4 separate regions of the Sus scrofa genome follow, and regions 1, 2 and 4 are each linked to region 3. Evidence: chromatin contacts called from public HiChIP or PLAC-seq and promoter capture Hi-C data. All regions are on one chromosome and are shown on one strand. The core of a region is the stretch at or near the end of the contact, and the rest is flanking DNA. Distances in the headings are between cores, read along the strand shown.

The links. Promoter capture Hi-C pulls out the DNA fragments that hold promoters and counts their contacts. HiChIP or PLAC-seq counts read pairs in DNA pulled down with a chosen protein or histone mark.
Region 1: a promoter capture Hi-C map of liver shows a contact between it and region 3, with 6 times the contacts expected there. The contact joins the promoter of MAPKBP1 here to the promoter of NDUFAF1 in region 3. A contact is called at or near these places in 1 of 5 promoter capture datasets (liver), 1 of 47 Hi-C or Micro-C datasets (embryonic fibroblasts) and 2 of 2 datasets of contacts at active chromatin or transcription factors (alveolar macrophages and skeletal muscle).
Region 2: a contact with region 3 is called in an H3K27ac HiChIP or PLAC-seq map of alveolar macrophages. The contact joins the promoter of JMJD7 here to the promoter of NDUFAF1 in region 3. A contact is called at or near these places in 1 of 47 Hi-C or Micro-C datasets (retroperitoneal adipose tissue) and 1 of 2 datasets of contacts at active chromatin or transcription factors (alveolar macrophages).
Region 4: an H3K27ac HiChIP or PLAC-seq map of alveolar macrophages shows a contact between it and region 3. The contact joins the enhancer-like site here to the promoter of NDUFAF1 in region 3. A contact is called at or near these places in 3 of 5 promoter capture datasets (fetal liver, fetal skeletal muscle and liver), 7 of 47 Hi-C or Micro-C datasets (alveolar macrophages, embryonic fibroblasts, fetal heart ventricle and 4 more) and 2 of 2 datasets of contacts at active chromatin or transcription factors (alveolar macrophages and skeletal muscle).

What each region holds. Positions count from the first base shown.
Region 1 is chr1:129,587,738-129,590,437 of Sscrofa11.1, forward strand. MAPKBP1 (mitogen-activated protein kinase-binding protein 1) reads right to left here and starts at 1,347. Exons shown (of 32, transcript XM_021097365.1): 1 at 205-1,347.
Region 2 is chr1:129,532,026-129,534,725 of Sscrofa11.1, forward strand. JMJD7 (jumonji domain containing 7) reads right to left here and starts at 1,261. Exons shown (of 8, transcript NM_001204244.1): 1 at 1,197-1,261. The coding sequence starts at 1,260. It overlaps MAPKBP1 (mitogen-activated protein kinase-binding protein 1), which reads right to left. Exons shown (of 32, transcript XM_021097365.1): 32 at 1,510-2,700.
Region 3 is chr1:129,967,152-129,969,851 of Sscrofa11.1, forward strand. It overlaps NDUFAF1 (complex I intermediate-associated protein 30, mitochondrial), which reads left to right and starts at 1,329. Exons shown (of 5, transcript XM_021097468.1): 1 at 1,329-1,470.
Region 4 is chr1:129,557,145-129,559,844 of Sscrofa11.1, forward strand. All of the region lies in intron 3 of MAPKBP1 (mitogen-activated protein kinase-binding protein 1), which reads right to left. Among named protein-coding and RNA genes, the nearest start is that of JMJD7, 25 kb to the left of the region's middle. Within about 2 kb of position 1,382, at least 30 of the 83 cell types and tissues checked have an H3K27ac peak or open chromatin away from gene starts, as enhancers often do. A contact at or near this core is called in alveolar macrophages, mesenteric adipose tissue and retroperitoneal adipose tissue, where this site is marked.

The DNA of each region.
Region 1 (2,700 bases), core at 97-2,596, 380 kb before region 3:
TGCGCTGGCGCCCGCAGGGGGACTCAGGTCGGCGGGTCGCCTTGTGGCCCTGCAACACGTTCTGCCACAGGAGCCTCCCTCCCCCACCCACGACCCTCCTGAGCTCGCTCTCGGCCCTCCACAGGAGCCCTAGACCTTTTTCACTTTCAGCTCCCTCAGAAGCCCCTGCCACTCGCCAGCGCCCCCGCTCGGGCCCAGGCTCACCAGCCCCCGGGCGCCGGGGCCGCCCGGCTCACAGCGCCCTCAGGCATCGCGCTCAGCGATTTCAGCTCCACCGGGGCAGCGGCAGCAGAAGCTATGGTGGCACGAGCGGCTCAAAACGCGAACTACCGCCAGGGCTCAGCTTTGGGCTGGGTAGGAGGAGCCGAGGCAGGGGGTGCGGTCTGTACGCATGAGGGCGTTTCTAGAGTGGACGGCTACGGCTTGTGGGGGCGGGGCAACGAAACAGCCCAGGAAGTAAAGGGCAGGGACCCAAGAACCACGGATTCACCACCAAGCAGTCGTGGGTATTGTTCCTAGAAGAAGGTCTGCAGAACGCGGCTTCAGAATTGAGAAAATCAAGCCTTTTATGGTATTATCAGGCCTGGTCACCCCCAGAGAAATGCACTTCCCAGAGCCCCAACTAGACGGTAGCCACGCCCCCAAGGTACTACAATTGGCATTAGATAGGCCCCAGGGACCAGCGGGGAAACTAACTTCCAGCTCAGAATTACAAGAGTGAGGTACAGCCAAAAGGCTCTGTTCCCATGGACCCCCCAAGCGCTGGGATTTAAAGCGGTTAAAATAGTTTCTGCTCGCCGCCTGTCCAGCACGTTGACCTACGTGGAAATGAGTAACTCTTTTGATCGCTGAGAAGTGTACTGAACTAGGCAACACAATTGGCCCCCACAGAATAAAGGGGAGGGAGCTGATGGCCTAGAAGAGATTTCGGAGAGCTGAAGTGTGTCGATGTGCCTATGGGAAATAATGTTTCATGGTTTCTTTAGCCTCCAATGTCCCATCGAGTTCTCATCCAGAGTAATACAGGACTTTGTTCCTCCAGATCTTTCCATATTCCTGTCAAAATTTACTTCTGAAATCTTTTCCCTTTGGCGAGGTCACTTCTAAGCTTGCTGGCACTAGATTTAATAGTTTTAATAGCACATGGGACAGGGGGTGTGGTGGAGCATGCACAGAAATACTTTACAGAGTACTTCATATGTACCTCAGCCTAAGTTTATTTTCTAGGAACCTTCCCGAATCACTGCTACTTTGAGAAATTACCTTACAAAGAGGTTAGCCTATGCCCAAAGACTTGGGCCCCAGAAAAACAGAACACTGATGTATCTTATCCAATCCAGGTCCTTGGAACCCTTGGGGGAGATGACAAGTTAGCAAGAGGGAAAGATTCCTAAACCGATTGAAATGAAGGCTCTTGTACAGACAAACGGCAAAACAGGTATGTACTTGTGTGTACCGCAGCAGGTATTAAAATGAGAACTGTAAAGCTAACAAATTGACACAAAGATCAGGAAAGTCATCTCCTAGAAGACCAAATGGCAATGGCTACTGGAAGTATGAGGCTTCTTCCTTCCCTTCAACCATGTACTGCTGATGTAATGAAATATAAAATGGAGTTTTCACATTTCTCAAATCTGGAGGAGGCAGCAAGAGTCATTAGCCACAACAGTAAGAAAAGGGATTGGTTCCTCAACTCCTTGCTAGCCTGTGATTTTTTCTTTTTTGGCGGGGTGGGGAAGAGAACTCAATATAACAATGCTAGTGAATAAAGAGTGCCACCTGGTGTCCTTACTTGCGTGCTGCATTCCCCAGCAACCACCATCTTTACCCACTAAAGTTGTTCCTCATTCTCTCCAGATCATTTTTGTGTCCACTAGTGGTTTTCTCACCTACGTAACTCATGGCCAGGAAACGGGTTTACAAAATGCCATTGGACATTTTCTATCCAAAGCTACCCTGGTTTATCCCCACAGAGAAAATGCTCCACAATTTATTCCCATCTGAAGCTGAAGTTGCAGAGACAATATAAGCTCCTGCTTTCCTTGTCTAAGCTGATCTAAGCGAAAAACTGAGAACAGTGTAATGAAGAGATTTCTTTAGTCTAGAATCTAGATGCTTCCAGTTTAGGGCCAAAACCACATATTTTTAATCCTTCACAATTTAATCCAACCTTTATTGTCTATGATACGTATGTACCAAGCAGCCTTTTTTTATCTTTATTTTTTGGCCATGCCCAGGCTAGGGTTTGAACCCGTGCCACAGCAGTGACCCAAGCTGCAGCAGTGACAACACCAGATCTTTAACCCACTGTGCCACAAGGGAACTCCCAACCCTGCAGCCTTTTAAGTGCCAAGTTGGGAAGAGGCTTTAAGCTCAGAAAATAATAGTCCCAGGCCCATGGAGTTCCCGTCGTGGCTCAGTGGTTAACGAATCCGACTAGGAACCATGAGGTTTTGGGTTCAATCCCTGGCCTTGCTCAGTGGGTTAAGGATCTGGTGTTGCTGTTGCTGTGGCATAGGCCAGTGGCTACAGCTCCAATTAGACCCCTAGCCTGGGAACCTCCATATGCCTCGGGAGCGGCCCTAGAAAAGGCAAAAAGACCAAAAAAAAAAAAAAAAAAAAAAGTCCCAGGTCCAATGTGAGTAGAAGCATTATTCCCTTTTTTCCAAATTAGGTAATTGCTATCCCACCTCCAGAATG
Region 2 (2,700 bases), core at 11-2,510, 440 kb before region 3:
CTACAGCTCCCATTAGACCCCTAGCCTGGGAACCTCCATATGCTGTGGGAGTGGCCCAAGAAATGGCAAAAAAAAAAAAAAAAAAAAAAGGAATGTAAGCTCTACGAGGGTAGAGATTTGTTTTGTTCAGTGATATAAGTGATAAAGCCTAAACATAATGAACAGAGCCTGGCACACTTAGTGCTTACTAAGGACTTGTTAAATACTCAAGGTATTCGTTACAGTATTGAAAATAAACTGGAAATGACCTAAATGCCTACCAATAGTGGGCTAAGTAAACTGCAACACTAGTAACAGGTGTGGAAAAGACTGAGGTAGCGTGATATGAAATGATTTTCAAGATACACAGAAGAGTGTGCTTAGCAGGCAACCATTTATATAAAAACGGAGACATACAGTCAGTCATACGTGGGTGTGGATATTAACAGTGTACTTCTGGATGAGGCACACTGGAGCCTGGGATGGGAGGGAATTTATAAGTCTGCTGTTATTTAATAGATATTTATTTTTAGCTCCTTTATTGTTTTCTTTGAAGGATGCTGGAGATGTCTAGCAGACGTATATCTTGTTCTGGTCAGGTTTACAGTCTAGTTGGGTATATTAGATTAACATGTACAAGTGACAAGTGATGTAAAGCAGAAGGTATATAATAGTTGCAAAAGGGAAAACAGATAATAGAATTCAGTGATAGGGAAGCTCAATTAGGGCTGAAATTTTCTAGGACAGAGTTAGGATTAAAGGTTGGTTTTGAAGAACTGAATAGGTTTGGGGGCTTTACGGGAAAGGCTTCTAGGTCAAAAGAACAATATGAGCGGAGGCAGAGACCAGCAAGATGAGTCCGCTGTTTTTTAAACCAGGTCCCTGTGTTACTATTCGGTGATAAGAAACTACTTGAAAATAGAAAAAAGAAAATAAGGTAGAGAGGGAGAAAAATAAAAACCCAGCAGAGGAAGAGCCAGGGATCACCAGCACAGCCGCCTCCAATCCTCCCAAAAAGTCTGTAGTGCTCCCAGCTTGGAGGAGTCTTTTCCTGAGTGAAGAGTAGAGTTCAAAGAGAGTGAACCGACCACCTTAAAGCCTTCACAACAGGAAAGGGTGGGAAGGGCCACGACAGAATGTCTGGGACCCGGTTCCCAGCAAGTCCCTCCAGGGTCTTGAGGTTGCTCGGAGGTCGGTCGACCAGCCACCCAACTCACCTCTCGCCGCAGCCGGGAATTCTCGTAACTCCCTGCGCACGGCGTCCAAAGCCGCTTCCGCCATGACGCCGCTGCCGCCCGAGGCTCCGCCCTCTCCCCTTAAGGCCCCGCCTCCGCTCCGAGGCCCCGCCCCTCCCTGCGGCTCACGCATTCCGCCAGGCTCCCAGCGGCGTCCCCTCCACTCTCCGCCAATGAAGTCTGCGCCTCCAGCCTCCCCCACACCCCCAATCCCCACCTCCTCAGACGACTGACTCCACCCCACCTGACGGGACACTGCGCCTTCTCTCGCCTGCCTCACTCGCAGGCATCCTAGTTAGCAAATGATTGTGTTTATTGATGAGTTCATACATCAATACAAACGGACATGTTAAAAATAGCCTCTGCCCCTTGAGACCTGGGGAGGAGGGAAGCGCCACGGCCTGGACAAAGTATAAAAGTTATAAATAAGGGGCTTTCGAAACTGGGTCAGGGCAAATCTGAACGGGGGCAGTGACAGCTGCCGGTAGCCTCACACATGCAGAAGGGGATGAGCGCCGGCCACAAGACCCCACCCCCACGCCCCCGGCGCCGGGCTGTGGGTAGGGAAAGGGCGGCCACCTCCTCACAAACCTTGGCAGGAGTGTAGTTCCTTCCTCGTGAAAGAGACTGGATGGCGAAAAACCCAGCTCAGATCCCCACTTGGAGTGGGCGGCTGGTGTGCAGGTTAGGGGTACAGTAGGAGTGGGTTTCTAACTCTGACAAGGGAGCTGCAGCCCTGCCCGGGATCCACCCTCAGCTTAGTGAGCATTCTCAGGCCAGTTCTTTGCAGCTTGGCCATGCAAGTGGTGGTAGTAGAGAATAGTGAGGGTGAAACAGCTTTCACCTGTTCAGGTGCACGCAGCCTGACAGAAACAGAGCTGTGCATGCTTCAGAATCCAATTTCATTCTAAGCCTCCACCTCTAGAGCCAGCAAGGCCCAAAGGCCAGTCCGTGGGGATAATGGGCTTTTGGGGCCTGGAGCTGCAGTAGAGCTACCCTGACTTACCGGAAGCAGAGGGAAGCAGTTGGGCCCAGAGACACATGTTCTTCACCCCAACTCTTCAACAACTGCTTCACCACCTGGTCCTACTCTATCTACTTGCCCACTGTGCCCTATCTCCTTCCCCTACACCCCAAATCTGCCCTTCTAATTCTAATCTATCCCCTCACCTCTACCACTTACCTGTCCCACCTACCACCTTTCCAGTGTGTCTCTTGGCCCTTGCTGCAGTCCCATGTGCCTCCCTCTCCTCAACCTCCAGTATCTAGCACCCACTGCTGTCTTTGGGGAGGCTCCTTCTACCCAAGCCAGACACTCTATGGGCCATCTCACATCAGCTAGGCTGTGGACACCAAGAATCCAAAATTCAGGCTTCCATGAAAAGGGATGCAACTCAGTGTGTTCCATCCCTTTTCATGTTCTTTGATAAGAGACAGGATGGTGAAGCTAGGGCAGGACATGAGAGGAAACCAGGTGCACATCAGC
Region 3 (2,700 bases), core at 79-2,578:
GGAATTTCTGCATGGGGTGTGCGGCGGGGCAGCCAGGCCAAAAAAAAAGAAAAGAAAAGAAAAGAAAATGTATGTTGGTGTTTAGAGGAACATATTTTGGATTGTTTGCGTGTAACTCATGTCTGTGACTAGAAAAGAGGAAGGCACAGGCTGGGCTTAGGAGACAAACCCACATTTAAGGTTGTGGGAGTACAGAGTAAAGTAAGCAGCTAGAAAAAGCTCAAGGACAAGTTCCCATAGTGGTTTTGATCCCTGGTCTTACTCAGTGGTTTAAGGATGAAATGAATCCGATTAGGAACCATGAGGTTGTGGGTTCGATTCCTGGCCTCGCTCAGTGGGTTAAGGATCCCACTTTGCCGTGGCTCGGATCTGGCATTGCTGTGCCTCTGGCATAGGCTGGCAGGAACAGCTCCAATTTGACCCCTAGCCTGGGAACCTCCATATGCCGTGGGTGACAAAAAGACCAAAAAAAAAAAAAAAAAAAAAAAAAGTTCAAGGAGGTTGCAGAGCCAGGCAAGTGTAGTAGAATCCGGAGAAGTCAAAGAAAAATTTGAAGACAGAAAAGGTGTAGAGTGGAAAAGAGTGACAGAGGAAACTTGGAAAAGGCAATTGTATTTGGTGAGGACTTGGAAGGTACTCTGGAGAACGGTGTTAACAGCCAATGGTTACAATTCATTCGAATTCATGCTGAGGGCTTAATTCCTGCCAGCGTTATGTTAGGTGCTGGGGACAGGAAGAAGAGTACTTTCTGGACCCAAGAAGCTCACAGCATGGCGGAGGAAGTGAGAAGTGAATGAATAATTAAGATACAAGTGTTGAAAGTGCTTAAACAGAGGGGTGCGCAAGATACAATCGAAACCCTGGGGAGTGGGCGACCCCACGGGGCAGGATTGGGGAAGGGCAGGTAGGAGAGTTGGTGTTCAAGTTTCAGGTGGGTCTCCCAAGATTCTTTGGGGGTTAATTCCAGGAGAAGTAGCTCTCTGTGGCCGTGGACTGCTCTTGGGCTGCTCTGTGGCCGTGGACTGCTCTTGGGCTGCTGCTCTTGGGGGCCAAGGTTATTAGCAATATCTGGGTCCTACTTGAAAGATACAGGATGAAGTTTGCAGCATGAAGGCGGAAAGCAGGAAGGGGAGGCGAAAATTTTCTCTAAATTCTCCCCACTTTCTGACATAGGGCAGAAAAGATCAGGAAGGGCAGGAGGAGCGGGTCCTTTGGGAAGCTAGTCGACCATAACCCTCATTTCGCTAAGCTTCGGGATCTTTATTACTCTTCCCCCGACCTGCGTACCTGACCGGAACTCTAGTGTCATAAGGCCCAGTTTCCCTGCGGACTGGAAAAGCAGATGGACCTACACAGGAAAAGTGGAGTAGCCGGCGGGGAAAAGCCAGGAGCACAGCGGAGGTTCACTCTGGGGTGTCGCGAGGGAGGGCTGCAGCGTCGGGACTTGCGAGGGCGACACAGCCCTAGCAGGTGAGAAATGAAGGGGCCGTGACAATGTCCAGACCGCTCCCGGTCTTGGATCAGGAGCTAAACGCCGGGGCTCTTGGGGATAGGTTTGCCGCTTAGTAGTTGTATACCTCGGGTGATTTAGTCTTAGAGCCTCCATTTTCATCTTTGCAATTGGAATAGTAGCCCCTCTTTTGGTTGTTGTGAGGAGTTAAAGTACACCTAGAATAGTTTCTGACACGTGGTAAGCGCTGGACATACAGTCTTCAGTAAGATTGCTTGCTTTTAGCTTCATGGTTTATGCTGCCATGAAAACTCACCAGCTTCAGCCCAGGATCATCCAGTTAGTGATTTTGACTATGTTTATTGGTAAAAATATGAAACAAAATATTCATAACTAACGTTATATTATTAGAGAAGTAATAACACTACTGAGGGGTTGGAAAATAGGGTGAATAATGGTACTCATAATTCCATCACCCTGCACATGGCTGTAAGCCTTTTTTTAACCCCCAAATCTTTTTTGTTTGTACATTTACATTTTTATACTTATATCGTTACCGTATATGCTTTTTTTTTTTTCTTCCCCTTTTTCTTTTTTAGGGCTGCACCCGCAGCGAATGGAAGTTCCCAGGCTAGGGGTGGAACCCGAGCTACAGCTGCTGGCCTATGCAACAGCCATAGCAACACTAGATACTAGCCGAGTCTGTGACCTACACCACAGCTCACAGCAATGCTGGATCCTTAACCCACTGAGTGAGGCCAGGGATGGAACCTGAATCCTCATGTATCCTAGTAGGGTTTGTTAACTTCTGAGCCACCGAAGGGAACTCCAGTATACATGCATTTTTAATTCCTCATTATTTGTCACTCAGTAGTGTAGCCTAAGCATGGTGTTCATGAGAATCTTTTTTTTTTTGGTGTTTTTTTCTGCACCTGAAGCATGTAGCAGTTCCTGGGCTAGGAATGGAACCAAGCCACAGCAGACTGCAGTGACAACGGCCAGATCCTTAAGCTGCTGTGACATGGAGGAACTCTGAGAATCATTTTTTGATTGTACAAATTCCATTTTATCACTTATTTCCCAAATTTTTGTGTGTGGAGAGAGAAAATCATTTGAACAAGTCAGTAAGGGAAATTTAAGTATTACCTATGATTCCAAGACCTGAGGTCAACTCTTGTTATTTTTCCTGGTTCCCTGCAATTTTTGGTCCATTTGAAAACATACTGTTCACACATTTTCATTTGTTTATT
Region 4 (2,700 bases), core at 132-2,631, 410 kb before region 3:
CACAAGGAACCGCCTGAGTAGCAGGCCTCAGGGGAGCTTCCCAACCTAGACCTTCAGGACTCACTGATGCGCAAAGGCAGTGTGATGATGGAAAGAAAAAGAAAACTGGGGTCAGGCAGACCTGTCTGCTAACTTTGTGATTTGGGCATATCCTTTAACTTCTCTGAACCTCAGTTTCCTCATGTGGAAAACAGAAATAAAAATACCTATGCCAAAACAAAAAACAAAAAAAAAACCTATGCCGTAGAATTGTTGTGCAAACTAAAAAAGTCATATGCAAAGCGACCAGCATGGTGCTCCTGGCCATCTTCTCGAAGGGTTCTCTGGGGCACCAATCGCAAGGAAAGAGCAATCAGGGGGGTCAGCAGTTGCTGCAGGCACACCAACTATGGTTCCCACACAGGACTTGCTGGACACTAGTGACTCATTAGGGTCCTCACCCTGGTACGGAATTACAAACCATCCCTTCACATTCACTCCCAAAGGGGAAGTCTTATAGCTTTAATTCTTCTAAGAGATAAAAAGAGTCTAGGGTGTTTCCTAGGGCATCCTTGGTTGTGGTCCTCTTTAGGTACCCAGAATCTAATGCCTTCCAAATAAGTAACCTTCTGAGGCCAGCCCATGAGACCCACTGGCATCTCTGTTTCTCCGATGTTTTATGAGACCACTCCCCCCACAGGTGTGAGAAAAGACTTGGTGGTAAAAACCCAGTGAATAATATGGTCATGGTGTAGAGCTACCAGTACGCCTCTCTCTGCCCAGGGGATTCTAAACGCATCCCCTTCCGGGACAAGAGGGGGGCTCTCTGTGAGCTGCAAGACTTATAAGCCAAGTCCCAAAGGCAGGGACTGAGTCCCCTTCCTCACACCCACTGGCCACCATGGCTGCTGTCAAACAAGTGAACTGGGTCCTTCTTTCTTTGGGACCTTTGCAATTGAGGTCTCCAACATCTGGAAGCATGGATCTTCACACACATGGCCAGACACTTTTCCATAGATTCCTCTTTGCCATTCAGATAGCAGCTCAAATGTTACCTCCCACGGAGCCCTGACCACAGGTCTTAAAGTAGTCCCACCCCTACCCACTCTCAGGGACCTACTCGCTCTCCTTTTTACTTTCTTTGCAACACTTACCGCTCTCTGATACTATCTTGCTCATTTGTTTGTTTATATGCTTAGTGTCTGTTTACCTTCCTTGATCTTAAACCCCACAAAAGCACTGACACGGTCTTACTGCTATATATCCTGTGGCTGGAACAGTGCTTGGCCCAGAGCAGGTTTTCAACAAGAATCGGCCAAACAAATGAATGACTACTGATGAACAAGCACTTTGTGAGTGACCTCATATATGATTCACAGCCATCAGGGCACCAAGTCCACACATCCTCTTTCCTTAGGCCTGCCAGTCTCTCCACAACTCTACATACTCCCTGGCAACCCCTGCACAGTGTTTGCCACAGAGAGGAAGAAGGTAGCTGTGTGCTCCTTCAGCTCAGATGTCACTGGAACACAGACAGTCCAGGGGGAGTCTGTGGCTTCACACATAGTTCAAAGCTTTGGAGCTGGGGCTCTCAGCATAAATTCCCATACACGCTGAGTAAATGGAGGGCCTTCTCAGGAGAACTAGGTTTTCCCTCCTCCTCCGTACTTAAACCAACCAAGAGTCTCCCCTTGGCTGCTGAGTAAGGCCAGACACTTTTCCAGGACACCTCCCACTCTAGTAGCTGCCCTGCATGAGGCCCTGCACTCTGGCATCAAGGGTCAGGAGAAACCCATCCTGTGCACTGATTCTACAGCGGCAACAGGGGCTGTGCTGGGCTCTGAAGGCCCCGAACCCTCTACCAAGCCAGCAAGGGAAGGGGCCCGAGTCAATTATGGGGTGTTCAACTAGACTGAGAGGCTCAAAGAAGCTATCTGGGGACTGGCTTGGCCTCCTAGGGCAGGGGGGCTTAAAATGTGACAGGTGAAGTGTGGGCTTCCTGTGGGAAAGATAAGAGCAAAGGGAGTGCTCCCCAGAAGAGACCCAGGGGCCACTGAAACTTGAGGGGTCTCCACCCAGAGACTTTAACCCACCTCTGCCTGACATACGTCCCCTCCACCCAACCCTCCCTGAGCTGTTTCATTTCCTTTCAGAAAACTTTGTTTTGGTTTGATATTTGCCTCTAGGCCTCTGGGAGAATTTTCTGAGCTTTGTTTCTCTTCTTGTTTCTAGGATACCTGAGCTGCTCCTAGAGCAACAAGCGCAGTAGGAACTAGAGAGTGGGGGATGGAGGTAGGGTTAGGATCACCAGATAGGAAGAGAAGGAAGGGGGGAGGGAAAGAGCCTGCCTGACTCACACAGGCTTTGGTGGCCCCCAGATACTCAGCGGCACACATCAGGGAGCTGGAGCACAGGGCAAAACTGAAACACTCAGAAAAAGGCCATTTACAAGGAGAGCACTCAAAGTTCTAGAAAATGAAAAGGTCAGGGGGTAGATCAGGGCACTGCCCAGGGCTGGCCCAAGCCAAACACGCAAGAAACCTACTAAAGGTGACAACAGGGAAGCTTCCACACACCACCTGGAAGGACAGTGACTCCCAGGTACACATGCCAGGCTGGGACCTGCCCATAAACAGAAGCACACACCCTTCCTTAAAGGCACTAGGCCTGGGTTGGAGCGAAGGGCTCTGTGCCCCTCAGGGCTCAGGCAGCAAGGAGCAG